Linked DNA regions of Sus scrofa: regions 1 and 3 are each linked to region 2. A link is a contact called in public Hi-C data. All regions are on one chromosome and are shown on one strand. Each heading gives the region's core, a stretch centred on a gene start, on an enhancer-like site or on the middle of the called end of the contact. The rest is flanking DNA. Distances are from core to core; before and after follow the strand shown.

Region 1 (3,146 bases), core at 69-2,568, 82 kb before region 2:
ATGATCCATGAGGTTGCAGGCTCAATCCCTGGCCTTGCTCACTGAGTTAAGGATCTGGCATTCTGCAGTCTGCAGTGTAGGCTGTGGATGTGTTTTAAATCTGGTGTTGCTGTGGCATAGGCCTGCAGATGCAGTTGCCATTTGACCCCTAGCTTGGGAACTTTCAGGTGCAGCCCTAAAAAGAAAAAAAAAAAAAAAGGTCCATATATTAGGTGTAAATTGGATGTTCTTGTATTGAGAAACTTTTGTTGTTGTTGTTTTTAAATAGCAAATTTGGATCTCATTTATCAGAGGACAGTGTAATTTAAAAATTCTGCTTAGTTTTTTATATTCTTTCATGCTTGAAATTGCTTCTTGGGAGGAAAAAACCCCGCATTTCTAAAATTTGCTATTAGTCCCTTTGTGAACCTAAATGAACAATGTATGATAACGATTTGATAGTAGGCCTTTCATTTTCTTTCTCGCTCTTTTTTTTTTTTTTTTTTTCTTTTTTCTCTTCTGTCCTTGTAGGACCGCACCTGCGGCATATGGGGGTTCCCAGGCTACGGTTCTAACTGGAGCTGTAGCCACTGGCCTACACCACAGCCACAGAAACGCCAAATCCGAGCTGCCTCTGCAACCTACACCATAGCTCACGGCAACTCTGGATCCTAAACCCACTGAGCGAGGCCAGGGATCGAACCCACAACCTCATGGTTCGTAGTCGGATTTGTTTCTGCTGTGCCATGACGGGAACTTCCACTTTCTGGGGGGTGTGTGTGGGTCTTGGTTAGTAATCATCTTTGTGATTAATAATGTTGCTAAGGAAATAAATGTGATAACAATGTCTTTATTGTGCATATGCTGTAAGGGAATATGTGCCGAAGCCCCAGGGGGAGTGTAGCTGAGAGTGTCCAATAGTGTTTTATTCTAGAGATGTATTCTGTGAAATAAATAACCTAGTCTCTTAGCAGATTGAAAAGGTAATGCTAGACATAATTCCTGTATCTCTTGAATCCTGAGTTATTATCTCTAGCCTTTATGGGACTTATGGTCTGAGCTTTTCTTTTGCAGTAAAAAACTTAGAGCAAACGAAGTGGCTGCTATATTTTTATGCACATAGTACATGTACCCTTTGGCTGTAGAGCCCTTCTCAGGATAAAAGCATAGACTTCCCAGAAGGGATGGGAGATGGGGAATGTTATCAGATGATAAAAGAAAAAGGCAGGCACATGAAGCAAAGGTTCCTATTTCTAAAACAAACAAAAAGGCCCACCCACACACACTGATCGTTAGCGGACCTAGCAACCTAGCAAGTGGACATTAGCAACAGTAAATAAATCCTCCCCCAGACTAACAGCTGAAAAGGAAGCAAGATTTTTAAACTTCGGAAGGAGGAGAAGGGTGGGGTCTTTGGTTGCCTCTTATCTCAGACCCCAGGCTTATTCTAGAAGAAATCTGGCCAGGCCAGGCTGGAAGCTCGGTGAGGTACAAAGAGACAGTAGGGTCAAGAATAAAGTACTGGATTAATCCTGTAGATTATAAGCTAGAGAAAGTCACTTCCTTTCTCCTCTCATCACTTTACTTTTCTGGAGAAAAAGTTGTGATGATGCACCCAAGTAACTGTCCCACAGGCAGCTCTCTGTGTGGGAGTGAACTTTGTGGGAGAGGTCAGGGGTGGAGGACAGTTTGATGAGTCATAGGAATCATTGTATTTTAGGGGCAGTTGAGCTCAGTTTTCTGGAAGAGTGAAGAAACTGAGCTACAGAGAGATGGAGGGATTTGATTGAAGCTTCATGGGGGTTGTGGTAGATCTGGTCAGGTAGCAGAATCCAAAAATAATTAGCCCAGCCTGTTTGCAGGAGGCAGTGCTTTAAATTTAGGATTCAGAGTACGTGTACAGAGAAGTCATGGTGTAAGTCTGGGAATAAGTGGGCTAAGTAAGAGAGAAGAAGGTAGCTATGGGATCACTGAAAGAAGAGGAATGTTTGAAAAGATAGCATTGAACTTTTTTTCAGAGGAGTAAACAGGTAAAGATTAGATAGCCAATGTGTATGCACTGTAGGCACATTGGAGAGTAGTTTACAGTTACTAATTGAAATCCCTCTTAAGTAGAAAAAAAGAGTCACAATGTGGATTGTAATTTTTGATGTAGGGAAGTCAGTAATAGCCATCCTTTTGAATTACTTGGTGAAACACTTATCTTTATACTTAGAGCTTCTTCAGGCGGATAGGCGGGTTTTTTTAGCCTGGGACCAGTAAAAGGAAGGGAAGGCGAAGATCCTGAACAGTAAGGCATTTTTCTTGTCCAGTGCAGCCCCTGTGGCTCTTTGATGCTTTTCTCTATTAGAATAATGTCCTGGAGTTCCTGTTGTGGATCAGCAGGTTAAGAACACAACATAGTGCCCGTGAAGATGCGAGTCGATCCCTGGCCTTGCTCACTGAGTTAAGAATCCAGTATTGCCACAAGCTGCAATATAGCTCACATATGTGACTCAGATCCAGTGTTGCTGTGGCATAGGCCTCCGCTGCAGTTCCAATTTGACCCCTAGCCTGGGAACTTCTGTATGCTGAGGATCTGGCCATAAAAAGGGGGGCGGGGAGAAGAAGAATGTTTTACCAGTTGCCGAGATGTTCCGGGGGCATTGAGTACTTTATGGTTAAGAATATTCTACAATTGATTGCTGTGGCTTTCATACTGACTTGAAAGGTTTATACTGGACGCTGATGATTTGCTAACTAAAATGACTGTAAGGACATATTTAAGGAGGGAAAACTTGGGGTTCATTTCCCAGATTATTCAGTTATAAACTCGTCTTTTGAGGTCCCCAAGATTTGTGGTCCAGGTGTCCCTCAGGAAAACCGAAAGTTTTTTTTCCTTAAAAAATGAAATACTTTTTTTTTTTTTTTTTAAAGCAGAGAGATACTCATACATGACATGGAAATTCATTTCCAACCGTGCTGTAAGGTTATGTAAGGGATGGTTACCATTACACACCATATGATTGGGATAAAACCCACATATGTTAGATTTTCAAAGGGATGAGCCATTCTAATTACAAATTTCCAGACCCCAACAGATCTGTTTGTTTATGTCCTCCTTCCTTTCTTAGCACTGAGTGTTTTTGCATGTAATTGCTTCTGGGAGGAGGCAGAAACATTTTCAC
Region 2 (3,180 bases), core at 409-2,908:
CATCCATCGAGAGTGTTGACCACAGTGCTTTGGAAAGTTGGATGTGCATGACTGAGTTGGGCCAACACACCCCACAAGTCTCAGTAATCTCTGTTTACCATTGTGAGTGGTTGCCACTTGCCAAGACACACATTTTCAGTTGATGGGTATAGGATAGTAAGGATGTACCAAAAATCACATCCTCAAATAAAATAAAAATCATCAACCCTCTCTAAAAAACAAAACAAAAAAAAAACTATAAGAAACCTATTTTACTCACTTAGAAATATTTCAGTCAAGGAGTACTTCTAAGGGGATTGCTTAGTCATATTTTTTTTAAACTTTAATCACATTTTATGAAGTGTAGGAGAGATTTTGGTTCTTTTAATAAGGAAGAGTGCCCATTTTTTTAAATGCTAGTGAGGTTATATAATTATGAATAAGGACAAAGAAAGGAGACTTGTAAATGTTCAGTTATAGGAATGTAACTTTCCTAAGTCTAAAGTAGGCCTTTATTACAGGTCACAGTATGCAGTTAAAAAACAGTGGTCATATATATTAATATAATTAATCATATATCTTAATATAATTTATCCTTTGGTAAAGAACCACCTCTAACTTTTGGTATAGGGAACTCTGCTAGAGTAGTGACATGACTAGATTACTAACAATCACAGAAAAGTATTTTCAAATGAAATTGAGATCATGATTCCATTTGTATTTGGATTATCAAGGTGAATTTTGACTGTTCAGCCATCATTTCCCTTTAAAGAAGTATCAAAGCATGATTTTTGCCTCAGACATCATTTTATCACTTCCTTCCTGTATATGCTTGACCATATGGTAGTTATTAAATTTTGGTCTGTTGAGCTTAATTCTAAAGACAACATGAAAAGACTTTTCCTTGAGAAAAGGAATTGCTTGTTTTTTATTGTTTTGGTTTGGGAAAAAATAAAAGTGAAAACAAAACATAATTTACTAGAGTAGTTCAGTCTCATCAGTTTCAGTGATGGAAAGATCAGTATGTATAAAATGTTTTAAAGAAAGTGAGACTCTTTCCAAAGGCTTTGTCTCATTCTCAGCAGCTGTTTTTGTTCTGTACAAATACCTGCAAATGTCTCTTGCCTCTTTGATGATGATCCAGATGGACTACTAGCTTAAGCTGTCAGTCTCTTCCCTTCAAGCTTGTGAGTGTACTTTTCCACATGCTGGTCAGCACCACACTCATTTGAATTGTCATTAAAAGTCAATAATGGGAGTTCCCATTGTGGCGCAATAGAAATGAATCCAACTAGTAACCATGAGGTCACGGGTTCAATCCCTGGCCTCGCTCAGTGGATTTGGGATCCAGCATTGCCGAGAGCTGTGGTGTAGTTCACAGACGTGGCTCGGATCCCACGTTGCTGTGGCTGTGGCGTAGGCTGGCGGCTGCAGCTCTGATTCCACCCCTAGCCTGGGAACCTCAATATGCCACAGGTGCAGCCCTAAAAAAAGAGTCAGTAGTGAAAATGGAAGTTCAGTGGACGTTGAACTGCATCTTCGCTTAGCTACAAACCCACATAGAGGCTAAGGAAAAACCATACAACCATGCGATTAAGGACTAGCTTAGCACTGGTCACTGGCTCCAAAGCAATACTTCTGTTTAACACAAAAGCAAGAGCAAACATATGAAATCTGGGACATGTTGTGTAAATAATAAGATCCAGGAATCAATTTTTCAAATGCACTCTGGAACTGCCTTGTTCTCTTCAGAAATGCCAGACACAAAAGCTGAAGATGAAGTGGATTTTCTGAATAACCCTGGGGAAAGTTCAATTTCTGCAGAGGTGGCTATCAGCAACAGAGCTATGACACCTGAGGTGAAACAAGGCCTGAAGACACAGGTGGTAAGTGGCATCAATTCTGTAGGAGCACAAAATATATTTAGCCTGCTCTGCTATGTCTGATATAAGGCCTTGTTTAGGGGATTTTAAAATTCACAATAGATTTTTTTCCCCTTTCTCTCGTGTTCCCTCACATACAAATGTGGACATGTTTAGTGAAGGTTTTACACAGCGTAGATTTGGAACAGAACCTCGTGCATCGATCCCTTGGAGATTGTAATGAAAAGGTTTTCCCTGTGAGCATGAGACTTTCCAATTCGTCATGAGGTTTAACATGTCAGAAAATGGGAATTGCCACAAAAAGAGGTCTTAAACCTGACTGTCCTTTCTTTGTATAGAAACTGAGAGCAAAAATGAGATTTAAATGTAAAGATCAGTACTGACTAAAAATATGAAGTATGCCATTTTTAGAGATGAAAAAAAGGTTCAGTAGGTTTTCCTGACAGTTTTATTGAGAAGTAATTCACATAACCATAAAATCTGCTTGTTCAAGTAAAGTAGTTTAGTAGTTTTTAATATATTTACACAGTGGTACAGCTGTCACTACTAATTTTATAACATTATCACCACACCATAAAAAACCACATATTCATTAGCAGTCCACCCCCACACCCCCTCAGCTAATAGTTACTAATCTCTTTATGGATTTGCCCATTTTGGAACCATGTAATCGGAATTCTAAAATATGTAGTCTTTGTGACTGATTTCTTTCACTTAGTATTATGTTTCAAGGTTCATTCCATGTTGTAACATTGATCAGTATTTCATTTCTTTTCATTGCCAAGTAATATTCTGTTGTAGGGATATACCACACTAGTACATTTGGCTTATTTCTACTTTTTGGCTATTGTGAATAATAATTGCTGTGAACATTTAGGTGTTGGTGATGGACATGTGTTTTCATATTCTTTGGGTTTTCATGTGCTTTGTAGGGGGTTTGCTGGATCATAGAGTAATTCTATATTTAATATTAATTTTCAGAATTGTTTTTCTTCAGGGTCTTGATTATTTTCTTGTTTAAATCTATTAACTTGTAAAACAAGAAGTCTTAAATTTGTCAAGAGAAACAGTGCTTTAAGCTTTAGATTCCATGCTTGTTTAAAAAAAAAAAACTTTTGGAAGCAGAAAAATCAGGTTACTGGACTAAATCACTTTGCCTCTTCAGAAAACGGTGCTTCCTTGTCGAGACTTGAGGGTGCACTGTTTTTACTCTTTAGAGAACTAAAAGTTATTTTTTCTTAAAGTCACCCCAGTAGGTAAACAGAACTGTACCCTCCCAAGCTGCTTCAAGTGTATGAATTGTGATAAACAAGCTTCA
Region 3 (3,365 bases), core at 375-2,874, 130 kb after region 2:
AGAGGGGAGCAGGCCGAATCCAAGTGTGTTTGTTTAGTAATTCACCACCAGATTGTTCCTAGGGACCCATGTCCACACATCACACAGAAGCAAGTCATTTAATTGTTCCTAATCTTGTATCAAAAAGGACAGGTTTGAGAAGGCTCACAACACTGTACAAAATACAGTAAGATAATGAGGAAGCGATGCAGGCCTAGGAGAGGTGGGTGACGCCGTTGGGCTTGGGTGTGGCAAAACAGTTGCCAGGAGGGAAACACCGTCAGTTGCACAGTTCATAGACTCTGAGATTAAAAATACATCACTCATTCCAAAGAGATGTCAGAGGAATTTTCAGTTCCTGAGACCTTAGAGAAACGTAAGTTTAACTCAACAGCAACTAGATTTATTATTAAACCTTGTTACTCATATCCTTAATCTTTCTCTAAGCAAAAGAGAGCACAAAAGATACTCTTTTGTCCATTTGATTTTGGTTTTTACTTTTTAAGTGATCAGCTCCTTCACGTTAAGGAAATTAGGTTTATTAACTCATCTGTACATCTGGGTTTGCTTTAATAATTGTTTTTATCAAACCTATATTTTCTGGTGCTGTCTGGTAACTCTAACCTCACCAGTAGCCTTGGGTATACCCAGCCCTCTCCCTGGCCTTAGTGAGCTGAGTACACAAAGCAGCCCGGTGCTGTCAGCCCACTGGCATACAGCTCAGGTGAGTGAAACGGGTGCTTTTCTCATCTCCGAAGTCTAAGTGATGCTGTAGGTCACTACTGTCAGAACTCCCAAGAGTCCTTAGCTAGCGTTTCACCATGCTTAGGCCAACTATAAAGAAGTCCCAGGCGATCAGCTGGTCTCAGAGGTGAATGAAGCAGGACACCCTGCATTCTGAGATTGGGATCAGAATGAAGACGTGTAAAGAGGTTCTTGCTCCGCAGTATGATGGGACTGGAAGAGAGGTGTGGACTGGGGACTGGGAGAGGGTTGAGAGGTCCTTGTGAGAGCCTCGCTCAGCCCCAGTGAGGGTGGGAGGTGAACATGAGTTCAGTCTCAAAGGATGAAGAGGGAGCCAGACAGGTGGGAGGAGTAAGTGGAAGTGCAGAGATGAAGGGTCTGGCATGTGGAGAAGGGCGGGTGGTCAGGGTCTGGGACAAGCAGCAGAGTGAGACCGGGAGGGACAGGAAATAAGGCTGCAGCATCAGCTGGGGGCCGGGTTGGAGCGGGTGTGTACTCTGGACTGACTGCTGGGCTGACAGTGATCCTGGTGATAGGAGTGGGCGAAGAGTGGATTCAGAATCGAGGCTTTTAAGCAGGAAAAGGGTGGATTAGAGTGCATATAATTGAGCTGCCGGGGGCGGTGTAGCTACAGCGAGAGTGAAGAGGGCAGTCACTGTTACAGGGGTGCTAGGAAGGGCTTATCCAGGCAGGGCCATTTCAGAGAGAAGAAATACCCCTTCCTGCCACCAACCAGCCATGTATGTCACTGCTGCGTGGTGCACTGGAACCGAATGATCCCTGAGGCCCCTTCCTCCCAGCCCTGGTACTCAGCTGTCCTGAGACCCACAGCTGAGGACCCTGCCTTCACTGCCACTTCAGGACCAGCTTTGAGGCAGCCTGGCAGTTGAGAAGCACCTCCTCTCTCTTCTCTCCTGTAAGGATGGGTTTCCTAGAGCTGCTGCTGCCTGGAGCCAGCACTGTGTTCTTTCCTTTATACAGCATTTTATTGATTCATTCCCAAAATAAAAAGTAATAGATCCCAGCTGTTGGAATAAAGTTGTGGTCAAAGCAATGGTAGAACGATACGTTTTCTGGCCTGAAATGTCTCCAGTGGAGATAGGAATTGGTGTTTAGTCATTTTCACCCCAAGTGAACTTGTGCCAAGAACAGCCAGTACTATGTTGGGTAACCTTTGAAAGGGATGGGATTGTTTTTCTCTGATCTACTGACACTGATCATATAAACTTCAAGATCTAATAAAGTTGAAACTTGTGTTTTAGAACCTTTTTTTTTTTTTTTGGCAGACACCTGAACTATTTAAAAGTAAACTTTAAAAAAATTGTCAAAACTAATGGTAGTACATGGAAAATTACTCTAGTCCAGGCTGAAAAACTAGACCTCCCTAGGAATCAGACATTCTTGCTTCTGTTTTCTTCATAGCTTCGCAACGAATTACACAGAGAGGGGACCCCAGTTTTGGCAAAAGTGGTAGAAAAGGCCAGGAGGGGCCTGACCACCCAGAAGGGAACTGCATATAAGTCAGCCCGTTCTTTCTCTCCAGGGAGTCAAAATAGGCTCCCCTCTCCAGAATGAGGGTGGTACAGAGGGGCCGGCCTGTTAGATCTCAGTAGATGGCCCACCCCCAGGAACAGCACAGTTTGCCCTCAAGGAGGTAGTGGAAAGTGTCACTTCATACTCCTAAAGAATTAGAGCAAGAGTTTGTGACATTCTTTTGATTCCTGGGCCCAACTAGAGATGTTCATCTGGCTTTTGTTCTGTTTTAACTGAGATGCAGAGAGGTTGAGGTTGTCTGTGGTGTGTTGGAACTGGGGCTCAGAGAGGTTCTCACAAGGACTTTTGCTGCCAGTGGCCATTGTCCAGCCATCCCGTCCTCCCAGGGGTATGGAGGAAGTCTGCCTTTCATTGAACCGAGATATTCTTCTACCTCACCTTCTGGCAGCCTCCCTGTCTGCTGTCCCACGCCTTTCCCAGTACTATGATCAGAAGTGAAGAGTTAGTGACCTGAGCATTTTGTAGCATATGTTGCCATTAACATCTGTTGGAGTCCTGCTTCCCAACTTTTAAAAGTATTTTGTTCTAAAAACCTTGCTCATGGGATATATCGTTCCAGCACAGAGTGCTTTTAAGCCTTCCTACAACAAAGCTTTGGTGATAAATCCCATCTTAAAATGCTTCTGAAAGTCTCAAGACCAGATCCGGGAGGAGTGATCTCCACCCCATGTGCCCGTGGGTGTGCTGCTGAGTTAGTCTCTAATAAAGCCTGAAGGCTCTTGCTGGTTCTGCTCACTGGTCTCTCCTCTCCACTCTGCAGAGGTTCAAGCGGTCCTGCTTACTGACATTTTAGTTTTCCTTCAAGAAAAAGACCAGAAATACATCTTTGCGTCACTGGTAAGTGGAATTGTTCTTCTACTGTTTGTAGTTAACAGTGCTCAGTTTGCAGTTAATACGGGGAGGGTGAGTCGTGAGTGTAATGCAGTATTACTGCTCTCCCACCCCTCAGACTTAACTGGCCCAGGACAGAGTCCTCCAAGTTATTTCTTACATGCTCTTGCAGTTTTCTGTCCACCTCCCCCCACCCCCGAGTCTCCCAATTATTTTTCTTTTTCCTCATAATCCTTTTGAGGGCCTTTGGTATTTGA

The links. Hi-C and Micro-C count contacts between places; a contact is called where the count stands out from the background.
Region 1: a Hi-C map of liver shows a contact between it and region 2, with 13 times the contacts expected there. The contact joins two enhancer-like sites. A contact is called at or near these places in 4 of 47 Hi-C or Micro-C datasets (epiblast stem cells, liver and skeletal muscle) and 2 of 2 datasets of contacts at active chromatin or transcription factors (alveolar macrophages and skeletal muscle).
Region 3: a contact with region 2 is called in a Hi-C map of liver, with 8 times the contacts expected there. The contact joins two enhancer-like sites. A contact is called at or near these places in 6 of 47 Hi-C or Micro-C datasets (embryonic fibroblasts, fibroblasts, liver and 2 more) and 2 of 2 datasets of contacts at active chromatin or transcription factors (alveolar macrophages and skeletal muscle).

What each region holds. Positions count from the first base shown.
Region 1 is chr7:87,991,348-87,994,493 of Sscrofa11.1, forward strand. The region is part of intron 2 of AKAP13 (A-kinase anchor protein 13); the gene reads left to right. Among named protein-coding and RNA genes, the nearest start is that of AKAP13, 100 kb to the left of the region's middle. Within about 2 kb of position 1,319, at least 26 of the 83 cell types and tissues checked have an H3K27ac peak or open chromatin away from gene starts, as enhancers often do. A contact at or near this core is called in liver, where this site is marked.
Region 2 is chr7:88,073,128-88,076,307 of Sscrofa11.1, forward strand. AKAP13 (A-kinase anchor protein 13) reads left to right here. Exons shown (of 38, transcript XM_021099912.1): 8 at 1,724-1,865. Among named protein-coding and RNA genes, the nearest start is that of AKAP13, 190 kb to the left of the region's middle. Within about 2 kb of position 1,659, at least 6 of the 83 cell types and tissues checked have an H3K27ac peak or open chromatin away from gene starts, as enhancers often do. A contact at or near this core is called in liver, where this site is marked.
Region 3 is chr7:88,200,552-88,203,916 of Sscrofa11.1, forward strand. It overlaps AKAP13 (A-kinase anchor protein 13), which reads left to right. Exons shown (of 38, transcript XM_021099912.1): 28 at 3,038-3,114. Among named protein-coding and RNA genes, the nearest start is that of KLHL25, 90 kb to the right of the region's middle. Within about 2 kb of position 1,625, at least 20 of the 83 cell types and tissues checked have an H3K27ac peak or open chromatin away from gene starts, as enhancers often do. A contact at or near this core is called in liver, where this site is marked.